Regions from separate parts of the Mus musculus genome. Here regions 1 and 2 are each linked to region 3. The links are chromatin contacts, called in public ChIA-PET and Hi-C maps. All regions are on one chromosome and are shown on one strand. Each heading gives the region's core, a stretch centred on a gene start, on an enhancer-like site or on the middle of the called end of the contact. The rest is flanking DNA. Distances are from core to core; before and after follow the strand shown.

Evidence for each region. Hi-C and Micro-C count contacts between places; a contact is called where the count stands out from the background. ChIA-PET counts read pairs in DNA pulled down with a chosen protein or histone mark.
Region 1: an RNA polymerase II ChIA-PET map of memory CD8 T cells shows a contact between it and region 3, with 5 read pairs. The contact joins the enhancer-like site here to the promoter of Tdrd7 in region 3. A contact is called at or near these places in 11 of 39 promoter capture datasets (the 3T3-L1 cell line, 3T3-L1-derived adipocytes, the C10 cell line and 7 more), 3 of 115 datasets of contacts at active chromatin or transcription factors (effector CD8 T cells, fetal liver and memory CD8 T cells) and 3 of 9 other capture datasets (adipose tissue, liver and pancreatic islet).
Region 2: a contact with region 3 is called in a Hi-C map of natural killer cells, with 4 times the contacts expected there. The contact joins the promoter of Xpa here to the promoter of Tdrd7 in region 3. A contact is called at or near these places in 8 of 39 promoter capture datasets (the C10 cell line, cranial neural crest, embryonic stem cells and 5 more), 3 of 484 Hi-C or Micro-C datasets (erythroblasts, natural killer cells and uterus), 1 of 115 datasets of contacts at active chromatin or transcription factors (memory CD8 T cells) and 3 of 9 other capture datasets (adipose tissue, liver and pancreatic islet).

Annotation. Positions count from the first base shown.
Region 1 is chr4:46,150,459-46,153,723 of GRCm38.p6, forward strand. Ncbp1 (nuclear cap binding protein subunit 1) reads left to right here. Exons shown (of 23, transcript NM_001033201.3): 6 at 181-302; 7 at 1,558-1,627; 8 at 2,452-2,667. Among named protein-coding and RNA genes, the nearest start is that of Ncbp1, 14 kb to the left of the region's middle. Within about 2 kb of position 1,638, at least 21 of the 459 cell types and tissues checked have an H3K27ac peak or open chromatin away from gene starts, as enhancers often do. A contact at or near this core is called in effector CD8 T cells and memory CD8 T cells, where this site is marked.
Region 2 is chr4:46,194,204-46,197,660 of GRCm38.p6, forward strand. Xpa (xeroderma pigmentosum, complementation group A) reads right to left here and starts at 2,108. Exons shown (of 6, transcript NM_011728.2): 1 at 1,846-2,108. The coding sequence starts at 2,017.
Region 3 is chr4:45,970,740-45,973,756 of GRCm38.p6, forward strand. Tdrd7 (tudor domain containing 7) reads left to right here and starts at 1,558. Exons shown (of 17, transcript NM_146142.2): 1 at 1,558-1,697.

The DNA of each region.
Region 1 (3,265 bases), core at 388-2,887, 180 kb after region 3:
TTTATTTAAGCCCTATTAAAAAGTCTCCCCAGTATTGCATTTATGAATAAAAAAGATGGGGGGAGCTGTGTGGCTCAGTTATAGAATGCTTGCCTACCATCTAACCATGGAAAGAATAGTTAATAAATAAAATTGACTAGCATGTATTTTTTTTTTAATTGCCCTTTTAAACTTGTTCAGGTGCGACGGGATTGGTATGTGTATGCGTTTCTGTCATCCTTGCCCTGGGTTGGAAAGGAGTTGTATGAAAAAAAAGATGCAGAAATGGACCGAATCTTCTCCACCACTGAAAGCTATCTCAAGTAAGGCCTCGCTCGCCCGTGCTTCCTTGTTTGCATGAAGATGTCCTGTTGATGCAATAAATGCCTTAAGTTCTCTGTTGGCAATAACACCACTTCATTTCCACTTTTAAAAAACAAAACAGAACCATCAGGTTATAGAAAATGTTCATTTAATTTCATTCTCCTGCTGCCATAACTCACTAAGACCTCAGTACTTTGTTAGAGCGACAAGTTGGTAACGAGTCTTTTAAGCTGTTTTCATATGGTCATGATAGAACACTGCAGTATAACAGCTCCTCTAGCTAGAGTTCTAGTGTTCGTAAGCTCAGAGTCACCTGTGGCTCAAAGTTACCCCTCTGCTAGGCTACTGAGTTGACTGGCAGAAGTTCAGACATGTTACTGATGTGTTCTGAATAGGAGCACTGCCCTGGCACAGTTTTATTTCATACATGTTAATTCTAAGCCAAGCCCTTCCCCAGGCCAGTGTGAAAAACAAGCTTTATTTTATTAGGTCCAATCAAACAATGGGCCTTATTAGTGAGCGTCCCTAGTTAGTTCACACCAATTATGTCATTAGACAGTGAATGGCCCTGAGCTCCTTCGGCTTCCATAGACCGACTTCTGTCATACTTCTTTGAATACCGTTAACATTGCTTTGTTTGGTGCAAATGAACATGACATCTAAAGACTTTTTTTACATATCTGTGTGCATGTAAATGTGACTGTGGAGACACATGCTGATCTTACACAGATGTCAGTAACACAGTGTGTGAACACTTACTTGCATGCATATGCACTTATTTCCATGCTTTTTTCTTTGCAGTTATATAAAAGCACATGGTTCCATCTGATTGGGTTTATTAACAGTATTATTATTATTTTTTTGAAATAGGACATAATTTCTCTTTATTAGTCCACACTATGTGGATATTTATTCTGTGCAGGTTCCTGGTACGATAAACAAGATGGGAATATTCTTGTGTATATGTGTGCACATATATTTGCAGCTGTATTTATGGGGATATGAATTCATGGAAATGACATTGTTGGGTAAACATTCAGAACAGTTGAGATTTTGACAGACATCGTCAGATTTGCCATCAGTGTTTGAGATACAGAAATACCTATATCCTGATGATCTGTAAGCCATTATCAAAAATGTTAATCTGCTGATCTGATGGACAGAAATGTTTTTCATTGTTTTAGTCAATCACGAGAACCATTGAATGGCTTTTACGTTTTAAATCCTAAGTGTAGACTTTCCTTTTATCTTTAGAAGACGCCAGAAGACTCACGTGCCCATGTTACAAGTCTGGACTGCCGACAAACCACATCCACAGGAAGAGGTGAACTGATTTCCATCTTGTAATGTAAACCTAGTTCTTGAGTAGATTCTTACCTCTGTAACGTGCTTAAACTGAGTCAGTGACATGGCTCGGTGGGTCAAGGTGCTGCCGCCAACCTGGCCCGGCACTGGGTTCCCAGGACCCACACTGTGGAAGAAGGAACCTGATTCCTAAAGGTTTTCCTCTGAGCTCGTATGTGCTCTGTGGATTGTGTGCTGCACAAATGAGTAAAACTACAACCTCAGACAATGTTCAGCCTGTTGTACTTGTACGTCTTAGCTGGGTTTCTAAATACTTGAGCAAGGAGTTCATTTCCTCAGAGTCTGAAGCATAGAGGGGCTAGTTAGTAGATGTTAGAATGTAATTGAAACAGCCCCTTGCTTTTTAGAATACCAATTTCCAAAGACTTGACAAGTTTTATATCGAAATACTCAAGTAACAACTCCAGGTGTGCTTCTGAAAACAAACTGCTTCAGTAGAAAGGACAGTGGGCCTGCTCAGTAGTTGAGGACGGCCCGAGAGAGAGCTGGGGGCTACAGGAGAGTGAGTCTGCTCAGTAGGTTGAGGGTGGCCTGAGATAGAGCTGGGGACTACAAAGGGAGAGCAACACCTGACAGGAGCTGTCCTCTGACCTACATGTGACTCTGTAGCAAGTGTGTGCACATTAATGTAATTTAAGATTTTAAATAAAAACAGAAACTTAATACCATTCCTTACTACTGTATGAAATACTAAACTAGTTCACTTTGCTGTGCATTAGATGGTAGGCTTTTCTGTATTGTTTAGCCAAAATGTATCTATTAAACATTAAAATCTCTTTTTAGTATTTAGATTGCCTGTGGGCCCAGATTCAGAAATTGAAAAAAGACCGGTGGCAGGAGAGGCACATCCTAAGACCCTACCTTGCCTTTGACAGCATCCTCTGTGAAGCTCTGCAGCACAACCTGCCTCCTTTCACACCGCCGCCCCACACAGAGGACTCCGTGTACCCGATGCCCAGGGTCATCTTCAGGATGTTTGACTACACAGACGACCCAGAAGTACGTGAGTGCCGGACACCTCCAGGGAAAGCCTGGCCTGAAGCTGCACTTGTGACTTCGTTTCCTTTGACTAATATTTTGAGACAGGGTTCTTTCTCTGGAATCCAGATTGGCTTTGAGTTTACAAATTCTCGGATCTCAGCCTTTCAGGAGCTGGGATTACAGACTTGTACCACTTTGCCCAGCTCTGAAATTACCTTTGAAACTTCAGGTTTTTGTTTTTGTTTTTGTAACATAAGAAGATTGGAAATCAATTTAGTGTTTTAATTCAGCAAACTTATATCTCATTGTTTTAACAGTCTAGAGGGTTAAGTTGAGAGTCAAGTTAGCTAGCATTTTCATGCAAATACTACCTGGGCCCACATGGGAGTAATTTCCTTCTTTTGCCTTGTCCTTGTATCTCTAGGCAGGTTAAATTATTATCACATGTAAGATACCTTGAACAATGACTCTTCTAGTGAGGGCTCAGTTTTAGCTGTAGGGTAGGGGTGTGTTGTGTGCTTGGGGTAGCCAGAGGTTGGCTCCAGCTGCCAGTCATTGCTCTTCGCCTTTGCGGGATGGGTTGGCAAGGTCTTTCAAAGAACCTGGAGCCCACCAT
Region 2 (3,457 bases), core at 858-3,357, 220 kb after region 3:
AACCCTGCTTTGGCAATTCCTTTCTACACAAGGCTTGGGAGGACAGGGGGACAACAGCCTCTAGCAGAAAGGATTGTGGTGATAACTAGTATTTACTCCGAGGATTCTATACTAGACACTTGTCAAAAAAAAAAAAAAAAAAAAAAAAAAAACACTTTAAGAGGATTAGAATAACTAGACCTGAAAGTGAGCAAACAGGATAAGCCTAGCTGGGAAGTGTCTTTAAGAAGCGCCCTGAGGACCTAGCCGCAGAAGCAAGGAGCAGAAGTGATTCCCTGTGACAAACAGAAAACGGCAAACGGAAGGGAAAACTGCCAAAGCCCAAGGGTTAAAACTCACACCAGGGTATAAACCTCTGAAGGAGAAAGCCCTTTCTCCCCAGGCTGGTGAGTGAAATGAGGGGCAGGGCGTTCAAACGAGATACGGAACTCACTTGCTTCCAAGGGCAACAACACTTACCAGGTAGACTGACCGACCCTGCCTAACTTCGGCTATTTTTCTTTTTCCAACCCAGGGTCTTGAGCACACCAGGCAAGCACTTGACTACTGAGAAACATCCATGGCTCTCCTAGTTTTCAGAGTCCAGGCCTCCCTAACTTGCTCAGGCCGACCTGGAACTCTAGCCCTGGCAGTTCTTGAACTCAAGATCCTCCTGTCTCAGCCTCCCCAGCAGCTCTGGTCACAGGCCCAGCAATCAGGCTACTACTTCGGCTACTTCTAGCTTTCCTAGTGCTCTGGACTTCTCGTGTGGAACTGAACTATACTGTCTCTGCACTTGCCAGGCTGTCTGACGTTGTAGAAACTCTCATGACTCTAGACGTTGCCAGCAGGTAGATGGACATTGGTAAGCCATTTATCCAACAGTGTCCATCCGCCTACAAATAATGAGAAACTGAGGGTGCAATTTCGGACTTACAAGATCTGCACTATAACCAACAAAGATAATGAAAAGTACTTTTTACTTTACAAAATGGTAAGTAAGGGCTTTCGATTTATTTTGAAAGATTCAAATCTAAGCTAGTTAGTTACAAGCCAGCTCTGCTGGTCAAGAGCAACAAATCAAATTCAATGGCAAGTCTAAAGGTACAAACAGCCATAAAATATACGCATTATTATTTATACCTGCTGCCAAAACAAGTACTTAACACACACACACATATGTGTGTGTATATATATATAAATATATACATACATATGTGTGTATATGTATATATGTATATACATACACACACACACACACACACACACACACACACACACATATATATATATATAGTGGAGTTGTGAAAGAGGGATTGAAAAGAAGTAAATTACTTTTGTAGAAATAACTCGGGTGAATTACTCCAAAGAGCAATACCAGCAGCCTAAAGCACAACGGACATTAAAACCGGAAAACAGCAAGACAGGGGCTACCCTAAAATGCCAAGTATAGCCAAAATGAACCCAGGGCAACATGCCACTCAGTAAAACAGGGTTACCAAGCCCTGCCCTTTCCATTTTCCAAGGTGTCCATAAGAATACAATAGAGTAACTCCCAAGTGCTAGGCTCTGCGAGTGTTATTCTACTTTGAGCCCTGGAAGGCGCGGCCCATGTAAAAGACTGGGTCAGGGTCAGTTCTGCTGGGTGCTGGCCTGGGAGACGGCGCAGGCTGAAAGCTCTGCACCATAGACGTGCCGGGCAAAGGGCACGACAGGGAAGGCCAGGGACCACAGAGACGCGGGCGTGCTCGGCTGTTCCCGCACACCGAGCCAGAGCGGGCGGCCAAGGCGCAGCGGGAAGGCCCGGGATGCGGTCACAAACCCGCGGGAGGGAGGCCCTACGCGCGCCCGTGGAGGGGACCCCACCTCCGGTGGCCGCCGCCGCGGGGTAGGGCCGCGCAGCCAGCCGAGCCTGGCGCAGCATCAGTGCCCGCTGTCGCTTCCGCTCCACGCTCGCGCGTACGGCGGCCGGCAGCTGCGCGGGCTCGTCCGCGGCCACGGGCTCAGGTGACGTCTGCTTTTCCTCGGCCGTCGCCATCGCCTACACACTCCGTAGGAAGGGAACGCGTATTGTTGGTGAACAGCGGAGCCACAAGTACCCGGCCCTACTCCATCACCAGGCAAGGAGAAGAGCTACGCATGCGCAGTCGAGGAGTCCTGGTGGAAAAGCCTATGAAGGGCGAGGCAGTACGCCTGCGCAGCCGAGGAGTGGTGGCGGAAGAGATGATAGTGCACTTGTTGACAAACAATCCGGACTAAGCGATGGGGGAGAATCAGGACTTTAAAGTCATCCCTGTGTTCCAGACCAGCCTGAGCTACATGAGACCCTGTCTCCAAAAGTAAAGAGAACATGGAAAAGAGCATTGGGAAAGAATGGCTGTGTGACAGCTAAAAAGCATGAGAAAACAGGAAGGCAACAGAGAAAAGTGGGACGTGGTATGAGCTCCAAACCCAGCTGCGGGCCATGGGTAGAGAGCCAAAGCCATAGCCACATGGAGAGCCAGACAGCCCCATGACAACAGACTGGCCATTCTATACACAAATGAAACCCTTGTTTTCATCCAGTGGGGGAAACGTGATGTGGCAGTGACTCCTCCTGTGTGAGCCATCTTTCCAAAGATGGCTTTGGAAAAGAAATGCACATTGTTACTCCCCGTGTTTTGGACCGATGTGCCAGGGGGCTTGTTCATAGCATAGCTGCTCCCGAAAACCAAAAGCTGGAATCTACCCAAATGTCCATCAACTTTTGAATGGCTAAACAATGCATAGTATTACCATACAATGAACTATTTTTCTTCAAACATGAGAAAAATGAAGCGCTGGTCCATGCTACGACATGACTGAACTTTGAAAATGTTACTCTAAGAGGAAAAAGCCATTCACAAATGCATATGTTTATGTGAAACTCACAGAATAAGCAAGCCCGCCATAACAGAAAGCAGTCCAGAGGTTCCTAGAGTTTGCAGCTAAGGAGTAACCAGGAGGAGATGCTCCTCTGTAGGTATGAGGCTGCCTCCTGAGGTGATGAGAATTCTAGAACTAGACACTCTTGATGATTGTGCAACTCTGTGGATGTATTTTCTGGCCAGAGCAGGGAATCTGAGCACCAGAATTATAAAGAACCCCACCTCCACCCCACCCCTGGGTAGCACCAAACCTTAAGTGGCAGCACCTGTGATGACCACCACAGTCTCTGCACATTTCTGGCTTGGTGGCTGAGGGAATGAGGTAACAGGATCTCCCCCAAAATAACCTCTGAGAGTGGCCAGTGCTCAGAATCCTCTCCCCCACAAAGCACCGAATCTGACAGGTTGCAGGGTGTGGCTCAGGTGCGTCCTGAGCCCCAGTGTTTTGAAACTCTTGGCAACTTGTTCTTCCTTTCCAGGTTAACTCCCTCTCCTTTGGCTCAGGGACTTTTTGTGATAGAGTTTCAGGTAACCAGGTCTGAACTGTGAGCTGGCGCCTCAGCTCAAAGCAG
Region 3 (3,017 bases), core at 308-2,807:
TGCTGTTTTTACCCTTCCCTCCATCAGAATGTGGAGCCAGGGCATGTCAGAGTATTATTACAGAGTCCAAATAAAGAGCTGGCTTTATTCTAGGTCTCTGGAAGCCACTGTCATGTTTAGTTTAGCGGACAGGGCAGGGAGAAAGACATCTGAAACAGACTGAAATAGAATCAAGGCAATGTAGAGAATTCTGTTTCAGAGACACTTCGGCAGCTTTAGGCAGGGACCAGATGTGAGATTATGAAAGAGAACAGTGTTCAAAGAACACCCCTGGTCAAAGCCTTAAGACAGAACCTACTGAGCACAGGATATCCGGCTTTTCACGATCTCCTTCCAGTCTATTCATCGCCTACTGCAGCTTCCCAATGAATGCAAAGTTCCTTAAGCACAAGGTTTATAGGCCCTATACACTGTTGCTATTTGTCAGCAGGTATTGAGTCTGTAACAGTTAATTGTCTGCTCACCCACTGAAGGATGTTTATGCTATCTCTGTGTCTTTAAGTATTGCAAGCAAGGCTGATTTAAACATCCTTGTACGGGTCTGTGATGAATAAGCCCTTTCCTTTCTCTTGGGTCAATACCAGGGAGTGGAAACTCAGGGAGCCAAGGTTATAAAGTACTAGTGTATGCAACGACACAGAAGAGTCTCAATAGAATTCTGATGAGTGAAGAAAGCCAGATCCTCCCCCTTAATGACAATACATATGAAATAATTATATTTATATAAAACTCCAGAAAAAGCAAGAGCTCTATAGTAAGTAAGTGGGCACTTACAGGACTAAACGGTAGGGAATGAGGCAAACATTATAGAAAGAGAGAGAACTTTGAGGGTGTGGCTATGTTCCTCATGTTACTATCTGTGATTGTTTCTCTGTTGTATGCATACCAAACACATGAAAGTGTACATTTGAATCGTGCAGCTTATAGTATGGCAAGTGTACCTCAAACTGTTAAAAAAAATTGCTGATTGAGTAAGCAGCAGCAGGCTTTCAGCAAAAATATACAGAATGATGCCAAGTTTTCACAACGGGTTAAAGCAATCCAGCATTAAATAAATGTTAGTGGAATTACCGTGGAGTGAATAAATAGCAGCTATTCAACGTGTTTTGAATGAATTAAAGAATTTGATAAGTATTTATTTTATGCTTATTATATACTGGGCAGTGTTCTAGGATCTCTGCCCTCAAACAGCTTTAGTTTTAGAGCAGTGGATGAAAGCAGCGTTGTTACACACGCGTGAAGGGTATGTGGCAAAGCATTTTAATATAGTCCCCCTCCTCCAAAGAGTGACCTAGAAGACAGCTAAAGACAGACTGTCTAGAAGATGAAAAGAAGTATTGAGATGCTGAAGAGAACGAACTTTGTGGAAAGAGAAATAAATCCACACCCCGAGCGTCAGGACGGCGTGCGCACGCGCAGAAACCGCTAGGCGGCGTCGGTTTCCCTTCTCACACGCGGACCTCGAAGTGGGCAGCCGTGGCCGGAGCGCCTGCGTCTGCGCAGAGCTAAGCCGGCCGGCGAAGGGGCGGGGCGTGGTGCGACGGGGCGTGGCCCAGAGGGCGGGGCTTTAGGTGATTCCCAAGCCACGGCTCAGGCCGTGCGGGGAAACCGAAAGTGGGCGGCGGCCGCCCTGGCGGAGGGAGCGGAGGGAGCCGGGCCCAGAGGCGCGGGCTTGGGCCGCGGGTCCCCGGGACGAGGTGAGCTCGGTCGGGGCGCGACAGGTGCGGGCGACGCGGGGCGGGCTGCGGGACGGCAGGGCACGGGCAGGACAGCGGCTGGGCGCGGCGCCTCAGGCCCGGGCCTGGTCCCCGCCGTGGCGGGGTTCCAGAGCGTCGTGCGTGACGCCCCGGGACGTCCACCCAGCCGGTCGCGGTGCAGCAGGAGCTGCAGAGGGGGGCGTGGGAGGCGCGCAGCTCTGAGCAGGAAGTAGCTCCCGGTCAGGAGCAACCGGCCTCGGCCGCCCGTGCTGGGCAGCGGTACCCGAGCTCTGCGCAGTTGTGCCAGCCCCGCGGGCCACACTGCGGCGGCCTCCGCCCTCGAGACCGGCCGGTGCAGGCCGCGCACATCACACAGGACCTACACGTAGCCGTTCCTGTCAACCGTGAGCGCTGGGGAGGAAACAAGCATTCACGGAGAAGTTGTCTTGGAAGTCAAGTGGGAGCTGACAGCCTTTCTGCTCCTGTCCGCTTGAGGGTACATTTCTGTCAATATCCAGGGCTACCACTACCCAGTCATCTTGGGGAGCAGGGAAGAGAGGTGTGTATAGATGTTAAAGCCCAACCCCAAAGGATTCTGATACCAACACCACAAACTAACCGAGAAAACCACGATTCGTGTTGGTGGTGCCCACCTATGCTCTGCAGGTGGACGTTTGCAGAGAAGTGTTCTTGGAACTAGAAACGCCTTTAGTGGCAGAAGTGTAATTTAGAACTAAATCCCTGTCTCTTCCCGACCTCCATGATGTGGATGAAAATGTGGCATTCTACAGTGCGGCCTTTGCAGATAATGTATTGGAATCTGAGCTTCTAAAGCTTAAATGTAAGGTCGGGAATCAATTGCACCTCTGGTCTCTAAGTCTGCTCAAGAACCGAATGGGAATAGCTAACTGACCCTTTGAAGTGTTCTCAAGACAAGATAAGTCTTTGGCTCATAATAATAATCTTCTAAAGAGGCTTTCTATTTACCCAAACTGCCCATATTTTACAGGTTGGGATTTCAAGGTTTTTGATGACAGGGACACGCAAATTTTTAGGATAAGTTAGCATATAGTGTAGACTCAGCTGACGTAGGCGAGCTTCAGTTACATGCAAAGGACTGTGCTGGCCATAGAGCCCGCAGCTCCTCAGCCCTTCTCTTTGGTAGATTTTCTCTTTGCTAAGACAGTGAGGCAGCACTTGGCAGTGCCTTAAGATTTTAGTCCCTGTGGATTGAAAGTGGAATGTAATCCCTGCTAATACCCTTTTAAATGCGCCACATGAGACTGGCTGGGTGAGCTATTGTGTTGCATCTGGAGTTTA